Regions from separate parts of the Rattus norvegicus genome. Here region 1 is linked to region 2. A link is a contact called in public Hi-C data. All regions are on one chromosome and are shown on one strand. Each heading gives the region's core, a stretch centred on a gene start, on an enhancer-like site or on the middle of the called end of the contact. The rest is flanking DNA. Distances are from core to core; before and after follow the strand shown.

Region 1 (5,297 bases), core at 2,638-5,137, 160 kb before region 2:
AATGGCCAGAGAATGGACAGCAAGACCCCTCACCTAGCCTGAGCCCACAACTCCCAGGCTCCCAGGTCCTGTGACTTCCACTGGTTCTCTCAACTGGCAGTGCCAAAAAAAAAAAAAAGGTCCTTGAAGGCCATGAGAGCCCCTCAGCCAATGTGGCCAAAGTATTAACACTTCCCTCCTTCCAGCTTTCTGCAAGGCACCTCAAAGGTTCTGTGTGGACCATCTGTCGGAGTTTCTAGCTGTCATCCCTCAAGTGGGTTCTCAGGGGTTCTTTCTCCAGGTACCACCCTACAGCAAGAGCTACTTCTGTAGCACCCACCCTACAGCTGGGCTCCTGCTAACTCCTGGACACAGCCCATCCCTGGTTATAGCAAACCAACATGGACTCATGCCAGTTATCGACTGTACCGTTGAGAGTCACAACATGAGCTAGGCATGGTACACATTGGTTATCCCAGCTACTCTGAAAGCTGAGGTGAGAAGACAGCTTGGGCTCTGATGTTCAAGGCCTAGGCTACATACTGAAATAAAAGGGCAGGGAGACAGACAACCAGGGGTTATGGGGGAACAGATGGACAGATAGAGAGAGAAAGATAGACAGACAGACAGACAGACAGACAGACATGCAGAGACAGAGATGCGCACTGTCCTACATGCGCAGAGATGTAGGACTTACGAAGTAACAATAGTTTTATGTAAAAAAATAAATAAATGAAATTTAAAAAAAGGACTTGAGTATCTGCAGGCTGGTAAACTGGGGATACTGCACCCGGGTCCCCAAAGATGGGAATAAATTTTTGAAGTATCCAAGTACAGCAGCAAGATCGTAGGACAGAGAACACTCTGCATTGCCAACCCTAGTATCTAATTCCTGCCGCCTTTAGGAATAAAACAGCGTGGCTCATGCTGTGCTAAAGGAAGGAAAGAGAATGGAGTGGTCCTACCTGAGGGGCATCCCCAGTGCCAGCTCAGCTGGGCAGCAATGTCTGCACAGATTGCCTCAGAAGACAATATGACAGCTCGCTGTGTCGAGCTGACCTGCCCAGAGCCAGTCTGCCTCCTTAACAGCTCTTGCCCACTGGGACAACATCCCTGCCATCTCAGCCCCAGAACACCCTGCAGTGGGGCAGAAACGGAAGGAAACTCCTTGAAGGGCATGGGACATGATGTCCCCCAAGTCAGTCTGGTGACCTGGCTGCCACCTCAGGTGAGTCTGACCAAATACATCCCAGTTTCTTTATAGCTCAACATGAAGATGTTATAAGCACTGCGGACTTGCTAAGACTTGAGCCTACCTCGCTGACACCTACCCTTAAAAAGCAGGGTGCTGGGGTTGGGGATTTAGCTCAGTGGTAGAGCGCTTGCCTAGGAAGCGCAAGGCCCTGGGTTCGGTCCCCAGCTCCGAAAAATAGAACCAAAAAAAAAAAAAAAAAAAAAAAAAAAAGCAGGGTGCTTTGCCAAGCTCTCAAATGGCTGCTTGAACAGCACCCAACGGATGGAGTGAGCCCCCTCTTCAATGGCCCTATCTTCCAAGAGTCTTTTCTTAGACACACCAAAGGACAGCACAGACAAAAGGCTGTCCCGGAACAAGAGCGGGAGCCCTGACATAATCAGGAATCTGATGGGCTCTTCGAGAATGAATTCCCCAAAAGGGCTTAAGCCCTCAGCTTCTGCCCCTGGGTCTCTTGATTGGTAAGAAGCACAGAGGTGTCAGCTTTACAAATCACTCACTGTCACATAAACAGGACCCCAGTTGGGTACAGTCATAACCTGACTCAAGGCAGCCCTGTCAACATCCCCCTTGTCTCAGCTATATAGGTATGAGTAGAGAGCTGTTGTCGAGGGGTGGGATTGGGGACCCTCCCAAATTCATAAAGGCTTGAATCTGATTTTTTTTTTTAAAAGCCACATTTTGGAGGTTAGAAAGATGGCTCAGTTAATGGTAACGTACCTTCTATGCAAACATTACCAATGTAAAAGGCTGTATACATTCGTGATACAGGTACTGGTGGCAGGACAGACAGGCGTATCCTGAGCCCACTGTGTAGCCCACCCTAGCACCTCTGTGTACAAACCCTCTGAACATGTACATATACTACACAAACAATAAATATGCACATTTTTTTTGAGACAGGATCTCTCTCTACATAGCACTGGCTGTTCCGGAATTCACTATGTAGACCAGGCTGGCCTGGAACTCAGACATCTGTCCCTCAAAGGCTGGGATTAAAAGCACATAAGCCTCCACTTCCAGCTCAGCACAATTTCTTTTGTAATCATCTGGAGGAGCCTGTTGGGCTCTGAACTAGGGTCCCACCTGCCTCATGTTCTGACAGCTATTTAATCAAGCCAACTCTGTGCTTGATTAACCAGGACTAGCAAGAAAGCTCAGCAAATAAAGGCTCAGCAAATCTGAGGACCTGAGTTCAACCCCTGGACTCACGTGATAGAAGGCCAGAACAGACTTCAAGAAGTTGTCTTCTGACCTCCACATGCATGCGTGCCAGGCACACATGTATGTAAATATTTATAATTTAAAAATTAGTTACATAAACAAAAGGCCTGAGCCCCACCAGGCACTCTCTTTGCCTCCTAAGCCAGTGGGCCTTACATCCAGCTAAGTCTTCAGCCTGAGGTCTGGGATGGGACACTCACTTCGGGTCAAATGCCTTCTGGCACAATGGGCAGTTCAGCAACACAAGTTGACTCTGCACACACTCCTGGGTGCTGGGAGTTTGACGGGAATCCAGTGCAGGGCATCCTTTCAGGGATGGAGCAGGTGACCCCGGAGAGCCTTCAGGACAACGTAACAGGCGGCAGGAGCTTCCAGAGCCACGAAGGGCAGGCGGAAAAGGCGTCCAGGAAAAAGTCTTGGATCCTACAGTGAAGACCTCAGGAGGCACAGTGGACTCTGGGTCAGGCAGAGATTCCTGAAAAGCAGTGCCCTTAAGGTCATAGCCACCAACACCATGACCTCCCCAGGGCCTGAGATCCCTCTCCGGAGTCATCCCGGCTTAGTGTTTTTGGACACACCTGGCTGGGAAAAGCAGGCAGCGGTGGTAATGGCTGACTGTTCGGGGTCCAATCCGTGTTCCCGCCCACGGTGCTGCGCAGCAGAGCAGCCCACGGCTCACTCTTACTTTCCTCCGAGAGAAACCAGGGGCGGCAGTTAGGGGGCCTGGGAATCATAAGAAGGGTCAGCCAGGGGATCCATGGTAGATGTCACGAAGGGTTGGTTCTACAGTGAGGGGCAACAAGGCTGGGGTGGGGAGCAAGCCCACAGTGGAGTAATGGAGGAGGAGGGAGCCCATAGTAAGGGGACAGGAATGAACCTCACGTTGAAGGGTAAACGAACTCTAGGAGGAAATGGAGCCTGGAGCTGCGAAAGGAGAGGCTAAATAGGCGACGGAAAGAGGGGTGGCGGAGGTGGCGATGGGGACTGCAGGGTTGGGGCGGAAGAAGCGACCGCGCCCGGAGAGAGGCGGAGCGTGGCTAGTAGCGCGATGCACGTGTGCGAGGAACCCCGCAGCTAGGCGGGAACGTCGCGGCGTCCCCACCGCCTTCCCAGGCTCCCACCTCCTTCCAAAGCCCCCAGGACCCCACCCCTCCGCTCTGTCCCGCCTCACCCGCCCCCTGCGGGCGGCCTGCGGCGGCTCAGCCTCCCCCGCAGCCTCCGCTCCTCCTCCATCCTTCTCCTAAGAGCGTCCGGCGGAAGTGAGACTTACAGCCAGACCCGCCCTCCGACCGGGACCCGCTCCGGAGGCTTCCAGAGCCCCCGCTCTCCGCTCTGCCAAGTGCCAGCTCCCTTTTGTGGCGCTGGAAATCTAAGGCGCCGAGATCCCAACCGTTGGGAACACGAGGCTGCCGCCTTGAGGGAGAGTCGCGACAGCGTGGAGCTGACCTCCAGTTTGCAGGGGTGCGAGATTGGACCCACCCGACCCTGTGCAGACCCTGGAGCCTGGGCTCCCATCTGTCAACACGTGCTGAGAACTGTCAGGCTTGCCCTGCTGATGGCACCTCCCAGTGGTACTAGACAATGCCCTGCCTCAGTTTCCAGTTCTTTGGCCTTTCTCAGGAGGGCCCCATGGACAGGGCCAGATTCCCAAGTCCAGTTTTGCCATCATCTTCCTCTTCTTCTTATAGAAGGAACTGGGTTTTTCTACCAAAGAGAGAGGCAATGAAACCTCAAAGCCCAGGGGATGAAGGCTCAGAGAGAAAATCCCCGGTTTCCTACCTAGCCAATAACCCGCCCTGCAATCCTGCAACCCATCACTTGGTGGCAGCAAAAGCCCAGGCACTTTGACAGACGCATTGGGATTCGCTAATAGCATTCTACTGCAAAGCCCCCAGGGGTCAGGGACGGTCCAAAAGCCTGTCCTGCAACCATCTGACTCCCTAACCCCTTTCCTGGCTCTTCCTCCAGTCAGAACTTTGCCTCTCATCTTTAGGTGAGATCACCCCTACTGTGAGTACTTCCAGGTTCCACAACCTGGAAATTGTGTCCAGGCCAGGGTCGGGGATGGATTCCGGACCGAGGTTGTCTTCTATCTCTGTAGGCTTGAAGAGGATCAGCAAGTTTAATCTCCTAAGGATCCGAGAGCAGATATCTGTGCGGTATGTGTCTGCTGCCCACAGAGGTGGGAAAAGATCTTGGATCTCCTAGAACTGTGGTTACAGTTGCGAGCTACCATGCGGATGCTGGGAAATGAACCTGGATCCTTTGCAAAGAGGAGCAAATGTTCTTAACTGGGGTTGGGGATTTAGCTCAGTGGTAGAGCGCTTGCCTAGCAAGTGCAAGGCCCTGGGTTCGGTCCCCAGCTCCGAAAAAAAAAAAAAAAAGAAAGAAAGAAAGGAAATGTTCTTAACCATTAAATCGTCGCTCCAGCCCCAATCCAACCATCTTTAGAACCTGAGGAGGTAGAAGCAGGGTAATGAGCAGCCCCAGCAGTGACCTTGTCCCAGCTGTCTGCGAAGTATTGCCAAGAAAGGCTTTAAAAGTTTAATTTGAACGGTGCTGGCACAGACCTTTCATCCCAGTGCTCAGGAGGCAGAGGCAGGAGGGTCTCTATGAGTTTGCTCTGTGGAGTGAGTTCCAGGATAACAGGGCTATGAAGAAAGATCCTGTCTCAAGACAAAACAAGGGGTTGGGGATTTAGCTCAGTGGTGGAGCGCTTGCCTAGTAAGCGCAAGACCCTGGGTTTGGTCCCCAGCTCTGAAAAAAAAACAAAAACAAAAACAAAAAAGCAAAAAGTTGAATTTGGACTGAGGAGATGTCTCAGTGGGCAAAGTGTCTGTGC
Region 2 (5,061 bases), core at 786-3,285:
CATTTTGTACTTCTTCCCTCTATTGCTCAGGTTTTCTAAAAATATAGTCCTTTCTTTCTCTCTCCCTTCCTTCCTTCCTTCCTTCTTTTTGGTTTTCTGAGACAAGATTTCTGTATGTGGTTCTGGCTGTCTTGAAATTCATGGTAAGGCTGCAGTAAGGCTGGCCTTGAACTTGAGATCTACCAGCCTCTGCCTCCCAAGTGGGAAAATACAGCAGACCCTCCGTGCTTCTAAGAGAGTCAACAGGAGGCAGACTGCTGAGAACGCAGCTGCCTTTCCCCAGGAATCAACAGATCCAATGTCTTACAGCAAAATCTCCATCTCTTCTGGCCGTTGTCTGGTGGTTTTCTATAAACTGCAATGCTCACAGGCATGATGCACAGAGCAGGGTTCTTTCTTTCTCAAGTTTTACCATTTTTTGCTTTTGTTTTTTGTTTTTTTGTTTGGAACACAGAGACACTAACTCTGAGGATTAGAGCCCTGGGTGTCCAATAACAAGCAGACAGTACGCCATGATGGTGTTTGTGTGTGTCACTCTGGGACCACCGCACCACTCTTTCCTTTCCACCCATAGTTCTACCACCCACCAGCATGTGATGAGCTCCAAGCCTACAAGTCTTCCATTGGTTCCGCCATAACTGGGGCCAAGTGGTACCAGTGTGCAGGCACAGTACTGGGCTATGTTTGGTACAAGACTAACTGCCTCCCACACTGCTCAGGAATCTGTCTCTGGTATGGGCTCTAGAATGACCAGAGGCCTCTTACCATGTTTCTTGCCTCCCTTCCATTCTCCTTCATAGCGGAAGAAAGAATTTGGGTATACATATACGCCATAGCCTGTGTACAGAAAAGAAGGTGAACATCATGATGTTTTGACATCAGTAGACACAGAGATGAGGCATTTCAGGGTCTGGAGTAGTCTTCAGGTCACTTCTCATCAATCTTTTTAACGTGACAGGATGCTTCACCTTGGTTAATCGATCAAGATGTATGCTCCCTCTCCTTCCCTTCGGTTTTGCTACATGGATAAGTAGCGAGGAAAAGTCAGGCTTGGCCAGAAGAGGGCTAGGACCAAAGCTGATTGTAGGCTTTTAAGGGGAAGGATTCAAATGGAGGTGGTGAGGCCACAGAAGCAGTGAACAAGCTCACTTAGGATACAGCGAAGAGCCTACCCTGCCAAGACCTTCACCATCCTCCTGTCCCCACGGGACAAAAATCCACATTTACTCCTAAGAACTCCTAGCTAGCCTCATCTTTTATCATGTAGCTCTGAGACATCACACCCAACACCCATCTCTGTTCCTCATAAGCAACCCCACTGCTTCCTTGCCAGCAAGTCTCAGCCTGGAACGGGAAGACAGTGGCACTGCCGTGGACTCTGGCCTCATATCGACCTGTTTCTCCGGTTTTAGGACAATTTTCTATCAGACTGCATTGGGCGGGCCCGCAATCCCAGTTCTTGTGTGCTCACCCAGGCCAGTCTGACCTCGACTCTATCGGCCCCCCTGACACAGGGCCGCCTGGCCGTGAGACTGCAACCTGGACCACGCCTGTGGAGAACGCGAACGCAACCGAGCTCCAGCGGGGATACGCAGCCCGTACCGTTTCGCGGTCGCAGTCTCGGCGAGTGCCGGAGAGGTTGGAGCGAAGCCGGGTTCTGATCCTCAGCTGCCGCCATCTTGCCGCCAAAGTTTCCCTGGCAACCACAAAGCTGCCTGCCATTGGCCTCCGGTTGCTATGGGGCGTGGCCAGGTGACCATAATATTCAAAGCAAACGCGTCGTTTCCGGAGCCTGAGGACGGCAATGCGCCTGTGCAGTACGGCGCATTTCCGCCAACTCCATTCTTCCGCCGGGAAGCACTCCCGCCAACGGCCTCGGCGTCCATACCGGAAGCGGAAATGGTTGGAGCTTGGGCCCCGCCCCGCGGCCATCTTGGCGGCTGGAGGCGGCGCCGCGGGACGGAACGGAAGTGCCTGTGCAGCTTCCCGGATCCGGAGCCGAGCTCTGGCGGCCGCCCTGCCCGCCATCCTCCTTCCGCAGCCGTGAGGGAGACCGCGGCTCGGCTGCACCGGAGCTGCGAGGTGCTGGGGGTGGGCTGGTGGTGCGGACCTGGCCGGGCGGCACACCGCCGCCTTCCTCTGTACTGTCAAGGCCATGGGCGGGCGGGCAGGCGGGCGGGGCCAGGCAGCGCCTTTGATACTGGCGAGGGGTTGCCAGGGGCCGGCCGATATCCGAGAGGGGTACGCGAGGGGAATGCTAAACGCTGCCCCATCCGGCCGCGGCTCGCTCCCCCCAAACCCCCCGGGTCCTGGCTTCGGAAGAAGGTGGCCTGTTGTCGTCCTCACAGATCCGGGCGGCATGTGTTAGGTGTCCTACTGCTACCCCACTACCGTGTTCGGTTTCGGGGCACACGTGTAGGAATTAAGCCAGAGTGCGAAGACGTTACTGAATGGATTGAAGGGTTGCTGGTTAAATGGGTCTAGATTATACGGTGACAGTAAGGCAGTAAAATCCCCAGCCCTCTAGGCTGTACCTCCAGCCCCGTGCAGATACATTGTCTTCCTTAGCAGGGTTTCGGTGCAAGAGGGCTACCTACCTTCACATTGAGAACACCCGAGTGGCTTTTCTTTCCTGACTCTTAATAATAGATACTACCCAGGTGGTGGTGGTGCACGCCTTTACGTGAGGCAAAGGCTGTGAGTTTGAGGCCAGCCCGGTCTACAGAGCAAGTTCCAGGACAGCCCGGTCTACATGGAGGAACCCTGTCTGGGGGGGAAAAAAAAGGACTAGAGACTAGTTATATGTCTTGCAACTTTTTTTTTTTTGATGTGAGTTTTTTTTTAAACTCACAATATGTGGAAATCCCTCATAAGTGCTCAAAAGAGCATCAGGAAACCCATACTCTGTGCCTTAGATCCAGGTTGTGTGTTGGGGAACTGGTTGCAGTGGAGGTAGGATGTAAAGAAAGAACTGGGGAAAATCTGAGTTGATCATCCCCACTCCACCCACCCCCTAAAGGTGGGAGGGGCCAGAGAGGGAAGGACTCAGAGGGACAGGGTCTGGAAGGGTTGGCAGAAAGGGAACAACTCTTGAAGCATGCACATGCCATTCCTTGACCAGGAGGCAGTGACGGGCACCCTTACCCCCACCTCATATGCTGTGCAGAGAGCTTTCTCCTCTCTTCTGTATTCCTAATTTAGGAGTGATGGATTGCAGAAACTAACCAAATGATGGACTCCAGAACAAGGCATGGGGCACAAGCTCTGTGTGTAGTACTTGTGTCCCCCTTAGAACAGTTTTTCTCTTGCTTTTTTTGTGACGGAACATAGAGCAATTTCAGTAGGTATGTGGCAAGCACTGTAGGTGTGAGGCCCACCCTAAAACCAGACAAGGTCCCTCAAGAAGGAGCTTGCATTCTTGTGAGAGGGAATTGAGAGATTACTAGAAAGGGATTGGAAAACAGTTGTTACAGGAAGTAGAAACAGCAGTGATGTGACGTGGAATTGGTGGTCATTGTGGACAGCATGAAGGGCCTCTTTGACCTTTAGTCTGAGTGGAGAGAAGAGAATTGCAGTTGGAACAGCTGGTATGAGGGCTGCCCTAATCCAGGAACGAGTCTGAGACATTCAGGACTGGCACTTGTTCTACCACAGGCTGCCACTAGGTCTTCATAAGAGCCCTTTGAGGAAGGCAGTGAGGCGCTCATCCCATATTCCAGGTCCAAGCCCAAGGCTGTCCCAGATCACACTGCTCGGAAGTGCAGTGCTGGGATTTGAAGCAGGCAGTGGGACTCCAAAGTTCACATTCTTAATCTCACTGTGCTGCCTCTCAGGTTGTTATTGGCAAGGAGTTTAATCAAGATGTAGAGCAGTGTTGTCTGATAACCAGAACTCGACTAATAGGTTTGTCTGATAATCAGAACTCGACTAATATGTTTTTGGTAGGTTTTCTACACATCATCTGAACCAGAGTTTTAAACAGTTAGCTCAGCTTAGCATACATTCTTTAAAGGAGTAGCTCTGTCTTTTTTCTTTAAAATGGCCTCCCTGTGTAGATAGGTTGGTCTGGAACTCACTATATAGACAGACTGACCTCAACTCTCTGCCTCTGCCTCTGCCTCCTAAACTGGATTTAAAGGTGCGTGCTACCAGGCCTAGTATTTTCTTTTTAATATTATGTCTCAGTTTAAGCAAAAGTGTTTTAGTGGTAAACACTGTAAAGTAAGGGAGCATTTTCATATACCATAGGGTATTGAATGTGACTAACATAGCTTTCTATAAGCGGGGCTTTGGCCGAAGTGGAATGGCCATTCTAGGTAGTACATTGTAATGTGGTCTCTATTTAAATGTGGAATCCCCCAGAAAGGGAGAGCCACATCTAGGTTCTTCAGTTAAATGTGTGCATTTAGTTTATGCACACACCTGAGAACAAAGGGTGTTCCCAGTCTCTTGGGCAGCTCTGAGCACCATACTCAGTGGGTCCAGGAAGTGGCAGCCCACTCACAACTCTTACTGCAGTCTTGACACACTGATCTCTGGGGCTGCTGAGAAGGCTGTCACACATTACCTGTTTGCCGTTGAAGTCACGCTATGTGGCCACTGACATCTGGTTCCGAAGGACTCCCTGAGGTTGACACGGGGTAGGCTGCAGATGTTGGACTTCTCGTCCTGCCACCCCACTGTAGCACTTGTGAGCCTGGTTTCTCATCCACTTTGGGAGCATTGAGACCAAGCTCAGGACTGTAGATTGAAGTCTGCCTGTATGTCCAGTCTTTAGAAGAGCATCATTTTGCACATGGTGAACCTGAGGGTGACTGTAGATAGAGAGGGTGTTGAAGGCCTCTCAGCTGTTGAGCACAGGTAGATTTAAGTCATACTGAACTATAGTTTGTTTCCCCTTTTCACCTCATGGGTAGCAGAGGGACGTGGGACAGGTGCTACTCATATGAAAGGACCAGACGATTCTCCCTTCCTGCTTTTCAAGTAGGACTGATGACAAAAACTCCATCACTTAGCAGTTTCCCTGAGTCTGTATCTGAGGAGCTGGATATCCAGCTGGGC

The links. Hi-C and Micro-C count contacts between places; a contact is called where the count stands out from the background.
Region 1: a Hi-C map of liver shows a contact between it and region 2, with 4 times the contacts expected there. The contact joins the promoter of Faap20 here to the promoter of Rer1 in region 2. A contact is called at or near these places in 12 of 12 Hi-C or Micro-C datasets (the A7r5 cell line, the Rat2 cell line, Schwann cells and 7 more) and 1 of 1 datasets of contacts at active chromatin or transcription factors (oligodendrocytes).

Annotation. Positions count from the first base shown.
Region 1 is chr5:171,089,555-171,094,851 of GRCr8, reverse strand. It overlaps Faap20 (FA core complex associated protein 20), which reads right to left and starts at 3,887. Exons shown (of 4, transcript NM_001108698.1): 1 at 3,627-3,887; 2 at 3,034-3,178; 3 at 2,656-2,930. The coding sequence starts at 3,688.
Region 2 is chr5:170,925,954-170,931,014 of GRCr8, reverse strand. It overlaps Rer1 (retention in endoplasmic reticulum sorting receptor 1), which reads left to right and starts at 2,035. Exons shown (of 7, transcript NM_001039012.1): 1 at 2,035-2,082. It overlaps Morn1 (MORN repeat containing 1), which reads right to left and starts at 1,682. Exons shown (of 14, transcript NM_001005544.1): 1 at 1,603-1,682; 2 at 766-837. The coding sequence starts at 1,678.